Regions from separate parts of the Rattus norvegicus genome. Here region 1 is linked to region 2. Evidence: chromatin contacts called from public Hi-C data. All regions are on one chromosome and are shown on one strand. Each heading gives the region's core, a stretch centred on a gene start, on an enhancer-like site or on the middle of the called end of the contact. The rest is flanking DNA. Distances are from core to core; before and after follow the strand shown.

What was found. A called contact is a pair of places that touch in the nucleus more often than the background predicts.
Region 1: a contact with region 2 is called in a Hi-C map of kidney, with 4 times the contacts expected there. The contact joins the enhancer-like site here to the promoter of Ptger3 in region 2. A contact is called at or near these places in 4 of 12 Hi-C or Micro-C datasets (the A7r5 cell line, the Rat2 cell line, kidney and 1 more).

The regions. Positions count from the first base shown.
Region 1 is chr2:249,322,547-249,327,249 of GRCr8, reverse strand. The region is part of intron 2 of Ptger3 (prostaglandin E receptor 3); the gene reads right to left. Among named protein-coding and RNA genes, the nearest start is that of Ptger3, 60 kb to the right of the region's middle. Within about 2 kb of position 1,904, at least 4 of the 93 cell types and tissues checked have an H3K27ac peak or open chromatin away from gene starts, as enhancers often do. A contact at or near this core is called in kidney and liver, where this site is marked.
Region 2 is chr2:249,261,915-249,266,938 of GRCr8, reverse strand. Ptger3 (prostaglandin E receptor 3) reads right to left here and starts at 1,857. Exons shown (of 3, transcript NM_012704.1): 1 at 945-1,857. The coding sequence starts at 1,772.

The DNA of each region.
Region 1 (4,703 bases), core at 655-3,154, 60 kb before region 2:
GAAATTCTGGACAATCGTATGTAAGCAGAAGAAATGAGACTTCTGTATAGTCTTAAGAAGGAGATGTACACTTTTCTTTACTTCCTCTTCCCCAGCAGAAAGTAGACTGATGGCTGACACTCACTCAGTTGTATTGAACCATGAGGCAAGGAATGAGAAGGGATGGCCAGCTCAGCCCTGGGCCACCTGCACAGCATTTATTTACATATCAGGGAAATATATCCTTTCAGCCATTCTTTTCTTTCTACTCTTACTTTTATAAATCTGTAGAGAAGTTTTGCTTATAGAATTGTGAGTTTTAAGAATAGTGTGTGTTGGACCCTATTTTAGACTGTAAAATTATCATTGGCAATGAGCAGCTGGCTAATATAATTATCTTTTTTAAACAATGAAAAATTATTAGCTAATTTAGAAAAAAAACTACTTGACTGAAATATGTGACAATGATTGAAATCTAAAAGTGAGACATAACACATTTCCTACAACCCAGAATCAAACGCCCAGGCATCTCACAGGACAGCATTCATTTTGTAGCACTGAATAATTATGAACTGGCATTAGAATGCTGTAGGCCTACAAAGCATTGAAGGACCTTCTGTTGCTAGTGAATGGACCTGGATTACTGAAATCAACATTCATGGGCCCCATCCACAGATAGTCAACAGAGAGCTGATGAGAACATATATCTTTATCCCTGAAGAGTTTGCAGGATAGCAAATAAAATGTAGCAGAATAAAATACGATGTGATTTCCCCTCCACAGACAGTGAAGGTATGAAAAAAAATCTGTCTCAAAGAGAAATAGAACATTGCAGTCTATTGCAGTCTATGATAGAGAACTCCGGTTGATTTCCGGGGCTCCCTTCCAACTGCCTTGTGATTACTTTAATCATGACAGCCACCTGACTTAAACTGTCCTTAACACCCTCTATCTACCCACTCATATACATAAAGATACATACACAGACAAGCAAACACAGACACATACACGGGCACACACAGAGATACATACAGACACACACATGCACACACAGGCATATATATGCAAAGGCACATAGGTATTCACACAGACATACAGAGGCACATATACAGATACACATAGTCAAGTGAACATACACAAAGAGACACACAGATGCATATAGACACATATACAGACACCAAGGTGCACATGCATGTGTACACACACACACACACACACACACACACACACACACACACACATACACACGCGCGCCCCTCTCCTTGACTTGGGGATCTCTATTGCCCATCTGGCTGCAGAAATCTATGGACACACCTTACTGCAAGGTCTCAAAGTATGCCCTCTTCTCCATACTGTAGTCCAGTAGAAACCAGAAAAGAGGAGAGCCTTCCATAAGCGAAGGAACTTGCTTCATTTTTTCACCAGTTTCTTGTTAGAACTCAGATACTGAAGGAATAATTTAAAAGTTCACCCTGTATAGTGGATTAGCTTTGCTTATTCTATTAGCAAAGGCATATAAGAGGTCCCCTATAATTAAATCTTTTCCTCTCCTAACACTGAATGTGAATCTTAGCTCTGAATATACTTTTTCTTCCCCCAAACCAGATATTCTTTAAGAATTTCACTCTTCCTTTCTTCATAGTAGAACAAACATCTTGAATTTGCTTGGTTTCTGGTATCATTACTGTACCTTTGTCTTTCTCCTGTTAACCTCCCCTCACCATCTGTCAGGGACAAAGGATGTCTGCTATATAAAGTAATGTGTCGGCAGAGGATGTTGAAGACTACGTGGTGGTTGAAGAGCCAGGCGACTCCTGTGTTATACCTGTTTTTTGAAGAATCCACATTTTGTGCAGTTAGGCTACGGCAGCAGTCATGTGTCTGTGACTCAGCACCTATGAACGGTCAAAGGTAAGGAGTACAGGAAGACCTGTGGCTCTGAGAACTAGAAGGCCTGTTCAGGTGGCTTCCGGGCTTTGCAGCCTGTATGCTCTGCAGAGCAATAAGAGGGAGAAAGAATGAAGCCCAGTATGAACTGGATCTGTGAATAAAGGACTAAGACCGGGAGTCACTATGAATGGAAACAGGAAATACCCCGGAAGTGTCTGCCTATCTCAGCCTTGCCACGCGGGTGGTTTCATAAAAGGTTCCAGGAAGGGAAATGATTTCTCAGCCTCCGACTTCACACCTGGACCACTGAGTGGGTGAGGCGTAGGGGTATCGAGTCCAGGGCTCAGTGGACAGTGTGAATGAAGCCAAGGCTCCGGCTCGCTCGCCACAGCCGCCCCTGTCTTCTGGTCTGGGTGCGCTCCTCTCAGCTATCTGCTTCCCAGCTAAGGCTCTTTTAGGAACACACAGTCTGGACAGGAACGTTCTCCCCTCACCTTACCTCTGAAATGTGACGTGAGGGTGTGAGCACGGCTGTGCTCAGTGAGCTGAATGCATTCGATCTAAACTTCTGTCACTGATGATGCTGTGAGCAGGACTTTAAAAAGTTCTGGGATACAGCCACGCCATGTGGAGTCACTACTTGCTGAACTGGAACAGGACCCTTCCTAGTACTATAGTAACTTTGTGAACTCTATTATTTTTTCTGCCAGACTCCCCAGATACTCGTGTACTTATTGATGTGTAACAGTGTTCTTTTATTCAGTGAATTTTTCTACAGATGCTAAGAATTTCTTCTACTTTACAGCCTTCATGAATATAGCTGGGGTTGTGGGGAGGAGAGGAAACAAGCCAGGTCAGACCACCAAACTTAAAGGTGTGGTTCGTTATTTGAGAGGTTAGAGGGAGGTGGGTGAGAGGCAGGTCCAGCGGTGGAGTACACGCGGGAGTAGTAAGAAACCATCACAGATGTAACTGAGCACGGAGGGGAGAGCCACTGACTCTGAATTCGGCTGAAGGAAAAAGCTAGCAGTCTAAGCATTGAAGTCTAAGGACTTCATGAAAAAGGAGGAAGTCTCCAGTTAAGGGGAACATGTAAACTAAGGAACTTGAAACTGAGCTGTGAACATCCAGTTTGCCAGCATTCCAGAGAGGCTGAGACCCTAGCTTCTGGACACCAGGAACAGGAGATTAAGCCTAACTCCTGCTAGCTTTGGATAAAGTAAAACAGTTCAGTTTGGGGCATAGTGGACATACCAAAGGCTTTTGGGGGAACTACAGTCTTTGCTTTCCAAATGAGAAAACGAGGGCTTAGTGGGAAGAGACAAATGGGGAGAGGGTGTCTGAGCAGATTCTGACTCAAACACTGCTCTCAGTGTTACTTTCCTTTATAGCCTATTTATTTTAATAGGCAAGTAACACTTTTATATATTTATAGTACATTCAGCGGGTTGATATATTACCCCTCCTTTTAATTTATTTCTCTGTAAAAATTGTTCTGATAAAACAAAATTGCAGATGTCTAAATGACTCAATAACTATGAGTTCTGTGACCATAAGTGATTAGCATATTGCTATTTTGCTATTATCATAGGCCACAATTTACTAATATCACTCCTGAAATTACCATGAAGGCATGTCTACAGGTGCATTGGTGTTATTTAGTGTGAATGTTGGTCGTAAGGGATCAGGGTCTTACTGTGCACCCTACAAATATTATCTCATTTCCTTTGGATACCTGGGGAAATATATCTATTCTCATCTCTAACTTATAGACAGGAGCAGACACCTGCCCAATTGCACTGCTTATATAGTCAAGAACCAGGCTTCATAGCTTCCGTACCCAATGCTATAAATGCTGCTGGGGAAAATCAGCAGCAACTTTTTACAGATGTGCACCCTGTAGCTAAAACAATGACTTCCCTGGCAAGATGTGCCCAGGGGTGCACAAATATCATGGGAGTAAACAAATACATTCTGAACAGATTTAAGGCCCTCTCTGCAGAAACTGTAAATCTGCCCAAGAACCCATTTCTCAGGAGCTCACAGGCCCCAGGGATGAATCAGTATTATTATTCTGCTAAACAGACCTAACATCAAATTGCCCTTCAAATTCTTACCTCCTTACCCATAGATTAGTACAAACATCATCAGTGGAGTTTGTGCAGTGGATGGTGGTTAAGACAGAAACTCACAACTCTAAGTGCACAGAATCGGTGTCTATGGAATGCTGAACTACAAACTGAACATCTATACATACACTCCTCCAAGGCTCAGGGACCATCAGGGAAAAGAGAGCAGAGAGATTATAAGAGTCAGAAGCAATGTCCTCATGAACTCCCAGCAGCTGCAGTTGCCTGCACAAGACTTGTAGAAGGTCAACCTGGTGAACATCCTGTTGTGTACTGGAAAGTGGTTCTTGAGTCCACATTTGTATTGGACAGTGTATATGTACACATGTGACATGAAGTCTGGTAGAAGTGAAAAGGTGATTGGTTAATCAAGGAGTTAGAGGGAGTGAGGGTATTATGATCAAAATACATTGTGAAATCCTGAAAGAATTAATAACAAGTAGTATATTTATTTATTTAAAAAAGAACTTCCTTGATCAAGGAGATACAAATGGGAAAGAAAGAAGTCAAAGTCACTATTTGCTGATAACATGATAGTATCTATAAGTGACCCCCAAAAATTCTATTAGAGAACTCCTACAGCTGATAAACACCCTCAGTGAAGGGCTGGATAGAAAATTAACTCAAAGAAATCAGTAGTCCTCCTTTATATGATGACAAATGGTTAAGAAAGAAATTAGGGAAATAACATACTTTACAATAGCC
Region 2 (5,024 bases), core at 608-3,107:
AGAGGGAGAGGGAGAGGGAGAGGATCGAGTCTACTATGTAATGGTTGATAACTGTGCTGCACTATGGGGATGCTGCTCTGCACATTAAGCCAGGCTCTATGAGTCCTAAGTAAGCATCCATTCTTCAAGAATTAGCAAACCACACTTATCCACAGAAGTTTCTAGCTACAAGTGCTACAGAAGAAAACCTCAAAAGCACCATGTGAGAGTTGGGGATAGGGAGCATGCGGAAGCACAGCTTCCTCTGGGTAGTTCTGTGATGGATAGCATGGGGGGAACCAAGGACCAAGAAACCCTTACCTCCTGTCCCTGGAATTGCAAAGATCTGACATTCCCTCCATAAGGATGGGGGTGGGGCACAAGACCCCAGTGACCACTCACCAAAAGGTGATGGTGTTATTGTGTGTGTGTGTGGGGGGGTTTGTTATTGGAGAGTCCTCCACTTCGGTGTACACACTACCTACCGGCTTCCTAGGGGCTGCAGCAACTCTGCCTTCCGCCCCTCCCTGCAGACAGTAGCTACCTGAGAACCTTTAGCGCTGGCACAGAGCGACAGCGTGCCAAGAAATCGCTGGAGAGGATGGGGTAACCGTGTGGCTGAAGGTGTAGGAGCGCAGACTTGCCTGGCTCTCAGGTACCGAACTGTCTCAGCGGGATTAAAACTAAAACACAAGTTGGGCTTGAGTTGTCATCACATCTCCATTCAAAACACAAAGGGCAAAGTCAGTCTGCACTGGCTTGAGCAACGTCTGCTCACCTCTGTGCGCAGGCTGTTCGAATCTTCACAAGCGCCTGGCAAGCCAGGGCGGACTCAACTGGCTCTTGGAAGCTTCACAAGCGGCTGAGGCACTTGACTGGAGGCTGCAACCCTGGGCTGCAAGAGCAGCAGAAAGTCTCCCTCCATTTACCGCTCGCTACAAGTTCCCACTGTACCAACTACTTACCAATAGCGGCGACCAGCAGACGGACAGTACACACATGATCCCCATAAGCTGGATGGCCGTCTCCGTGGTGATCCGGCCCCACTGGGCGCTGGACTGCGAGGCGGCGGCTTTGGCCCGGCAGCGGGACACCAGGGCTTTGATGGTCGCCAGGTTGCAGGCAAAGGTCACCACCAGAGCCAGCAAGCCTAGACAGGCGAAGGCGGAGGCAAAGGCCACGCTGCCCGGCTCCCGCGCAGAGTCAGTCTCGTTGCCCGCCGGCCCGGTGCTGATGAAGCACCACGTGCCGGGCCACTGCACGCTGTAGCGGCCCACGCCCAGCACAGGCAGCAGCGCGAAGGCGAGCACAGACAGCCACACACCCAGCAGTACCGCGCGCGTGGCGCGAGTCTTCATGTGGCTGGCATACCAGTGCGGCGCACGGATAGCCAGGGCGCGCTCCACGGCCATGGCGCTGGCCACCAAGAGCGAGGACAGTCCGAACACTGTCATGGTCAGCCCGAAGAAGGTGCACAGGCGCCCCGATGGGTCGAGTTGCTCCCAGCGTCGCTGCGACAGGTACACGAGGATGACCACCGGACTGGTCAGGAGCTGCCCCACCAAGTCGGTGAGCGCCAGCCAGCCAATGCACAGCAGGAAAGACTTTTTGCGTTTGCTCTCCCGGCGTCTATAGCTGCGCGACACAAGCAACATGGCCAGCGCGTTGCCCACGAAGCCAGTGACCATCATGGTGATGGGGAAGGCCACGGACACAGAGCCGCAGCCGTCGGCAGCACTTGACTGGTTGCTGTGCGCTTCAACCGAGTGCTCCGGCGCCCACACGCCGGCCATAGTGGCGGGGCCGCGGTAGGGCGCACAGGGCCGGAGCCTCTGGGCTCAGCTGCGGGGTTGCAGCGGAGCGCGCTGGAGGACGGCGGGGCCCGGGGCTCTGCTCTCCATCGCCCGCCGCCGCCCGCGCTAGGCTGCGGGGACTGGACAGGCGTCGCCCGACGCCGCGCGAGGCTCCTCCCGCGCCTTGGAGCTCGAGGGGCGGTGCCGCGAGTGGGCAGGCAAAGGGCGGTGTCAGCCGGGATTACCTGGCGCCGCGCCCCCTAGGCTGCCTCTTCAACTCTGGGACTCTGTAAAGTGCTCAACAGCCTTTGGGTTACATGATACTGTAACATGTTACATGATACATGATAGGCGAAATCTGACATATTAGTATCTGCGTGAATCGCAATGCTGATTTCTTCTCATGTTTGGCTATCATTGAAGTTGATATATATATATATATATATATATATATATATATATATATATAATTTAGGAAATATATTTTTTACTTTATATATTTTTCTATATAGTATATAATTTAGATAGATAGATACCCACAGCTGGGAAAGAATAGAGATAAGCTTGTGTCTTGTCTTCCTCAAACTATTGCCTTATTTACTTTGGACTAATTCCAAACTCATATTGGTAAAGTATTTTTCTAGGATAATGTCAGTTTAAAAGTGCAAAACCAAAACCAAGTAAGCACACAGGTGAGAGCACATATCAAATTCACATTTTCACTGAGGCATTCCAGTGTAATGATATATTTAAATTTTAAGAGCATTTTGGAATTCATACATCAAAGAAAAATTCTTAGTTATATCAAAGAATTGTATATTTATTAACTGACTTATTTACATTATTGTCTCCCTCTCTATGTTCTACCCCAGTGTGTGTGTGTGTGTGTGTGTGTGTGTGTGTGTGTGTGTGTGTGTGTTATGTGAGTGTGAGTCTGAGCATATTTACATTGAGGTCAGACTTCAGCATCGGGTATCTTCCACTGTGACTCCCACCAGCCTGGTAAGGCCTCGCACACCCCAGCCCAGCAGCCAGCTTTATTTTACTCAGGTGTTGGGAATCCCAAATCAGGTCTTCCTTTGAGTGGCTAGCATTTCCCAGCGCCCTAACGCTTACTGAGAATGCCCACCATGAGAACTTGTGTTGACAAAGATGGTTAATCTCTTAACAAAGTTTCAGAAACCCTTCCCTTCTTGAGGCATTTTCCAGTCAGAGTTATCTACGTTTTAGCTGTTAAGCTTGCAAATAAGTAACTTGTAGGTTCTTCTGGTTGATTTCCTGTTGGTTCCTTTGCTATCTGCCTTAGTTCATCTGAAACAACACTCCCCTCTAGTGGCTAAAAGGCTAACATGCACTATTCTATATTAAAGAGTTTTTTGGTTTGGTTTTGTTTTGTTTTGTTTTGTTTCCTCCAAAAGGATGTCCCTACCCCCAACCCCTACCCCACCAGACCTCCCCACTCCCGGGGGGCCTCAAATCTTTTTCGAGGCATAAGTGCATCTTCTCTCACTGAATCAAGATCCGGCAGTCCTCTGCTGTACATGTTTTGGGGACCTCAGCTGCCTGGTTGGTGGCTTATTGTCTGAGAGATCTGTTCCTACAGGATCAACCTCCTCCTAAGCTTCTTCCAGCTTTCCCTCATTCAACCACAAGGGTTACCAGCTTCTGTCCATTGGTTGGGTTTAAATATCAGCTGCTGCTTGTTGGGCCTTTTGGAGGGTAGTCATGCTAGGCTCCTGTTTGTAAGCACACCACAGTATCAGTAATAGTGTCAGGCCTTGGAACTTCCCCTTGAGCTGGATCCCAATGTGTGCTGATCACTTCCTCTTCTCCATTTTTCACCTGCAGTTCTTTCAGACAGGAACAATTCTGGGTCAGAGTTTCTGACTGTGGAATGGCAACCCCATCCCTCCACTTGATGCCAGTCTTTCTACTGGAGGTGAACTCTACAAGTTCCCTCTCCCCACTGTAGGACATCTCATCTAAGGTCCTTCTCATTTCCTGGAGTTCACAAATTGGGCTGGAATAACTAGTCAGGGATCCTCAGGGATCCATGCCCCCATTGCTGGGATTACAAATCTAGATTACTAGATTAATCATTTCCACATAGGAATGAGCTTAGCCCTGTTCTTGCATCTCTGATTAACCAATAAACCAGTGGAGGCTGAAATCAAAGGAGCATATTTTCATATTTCAAAAACATCAAAGCTTATATTGTCACACCTTAAATTCTAAAATAATTTCAATAAGCAAATAATCTATCTCACCTGTATCTTGTTTTTAGATTCAACCACATTTTTATTTTTAACTAATGCATTTGAACTTATTTAAGACATTAAACTTCCCTAGGGACATAGCCTCAGATTCAGATCCACTGTTGCCATGTAAGAACCTATGGTTCTTTCTCATCCTTCGTCTTCAGTCATTCGGTGAGCACTCACTGGGCTCCTGGTCTATGAGACACTGTCTTAGTCTTAGAGATGCCAAGCAACATATCGAAGTCCCTAAACTTAACAGATTTATATTTCAACGTCAAACTCTTGATTTTCAGAAGCCCCACTGAGGGAAAGAGATGGATCTCAGAGGTCTTGTATTTCTAGAATGATTTGCTCTATAACTTAGTGAAACTTATTTCCTACAACTTAGTGAAAATTATACATTGTTGAAATTTTTTGTGGACACTTGACTGCCCTCCTGGACAATTCCTGAAGTACAGGTCTGTTGCTATCTCTGAGTCTTTCACTCTCTCATGCCTGCTTTATTCTGTGTTCACTGCAGATGGACCTCCTCTGTGCTTCTGTAATTTGCTGGTTAGTCAGTGATGGCACCACCCTCTGGTAAGGGTGCTTCATTCCGTTTCCTGCTGTGTCCTGTCCTGAATTGCCAGTTGAGTAGGCACTCCTTTAGACGCATCTGTACTGTAGACATATTCAATTCAACAATTATATGATCTCTGTCTGCTCAGTACTTGTTTCTTTTCTGAGGGGTCTCTACACTTTGGGCCGAGTTCAGCTGTGAGATATGGATTAGAATGGGCTCTTTTGCATCTCTAACGTGGGCCTAGGTGTGAGACTCTTGTTAAATGTGTGTCTCTCCAAGCCTGATTGCAATAACTAGCACCTTTTATGTGGAAGGCTGTGTGTGACTTCCTCAACCTTGCTTCCCAGAGTGTGCTCACCAAGGTTCAGCAGTAGCTTCAGTCCAATAACAACTCCTCTGTTCCAGGCTTCCCTTCTCCCTTTATAAATTAAC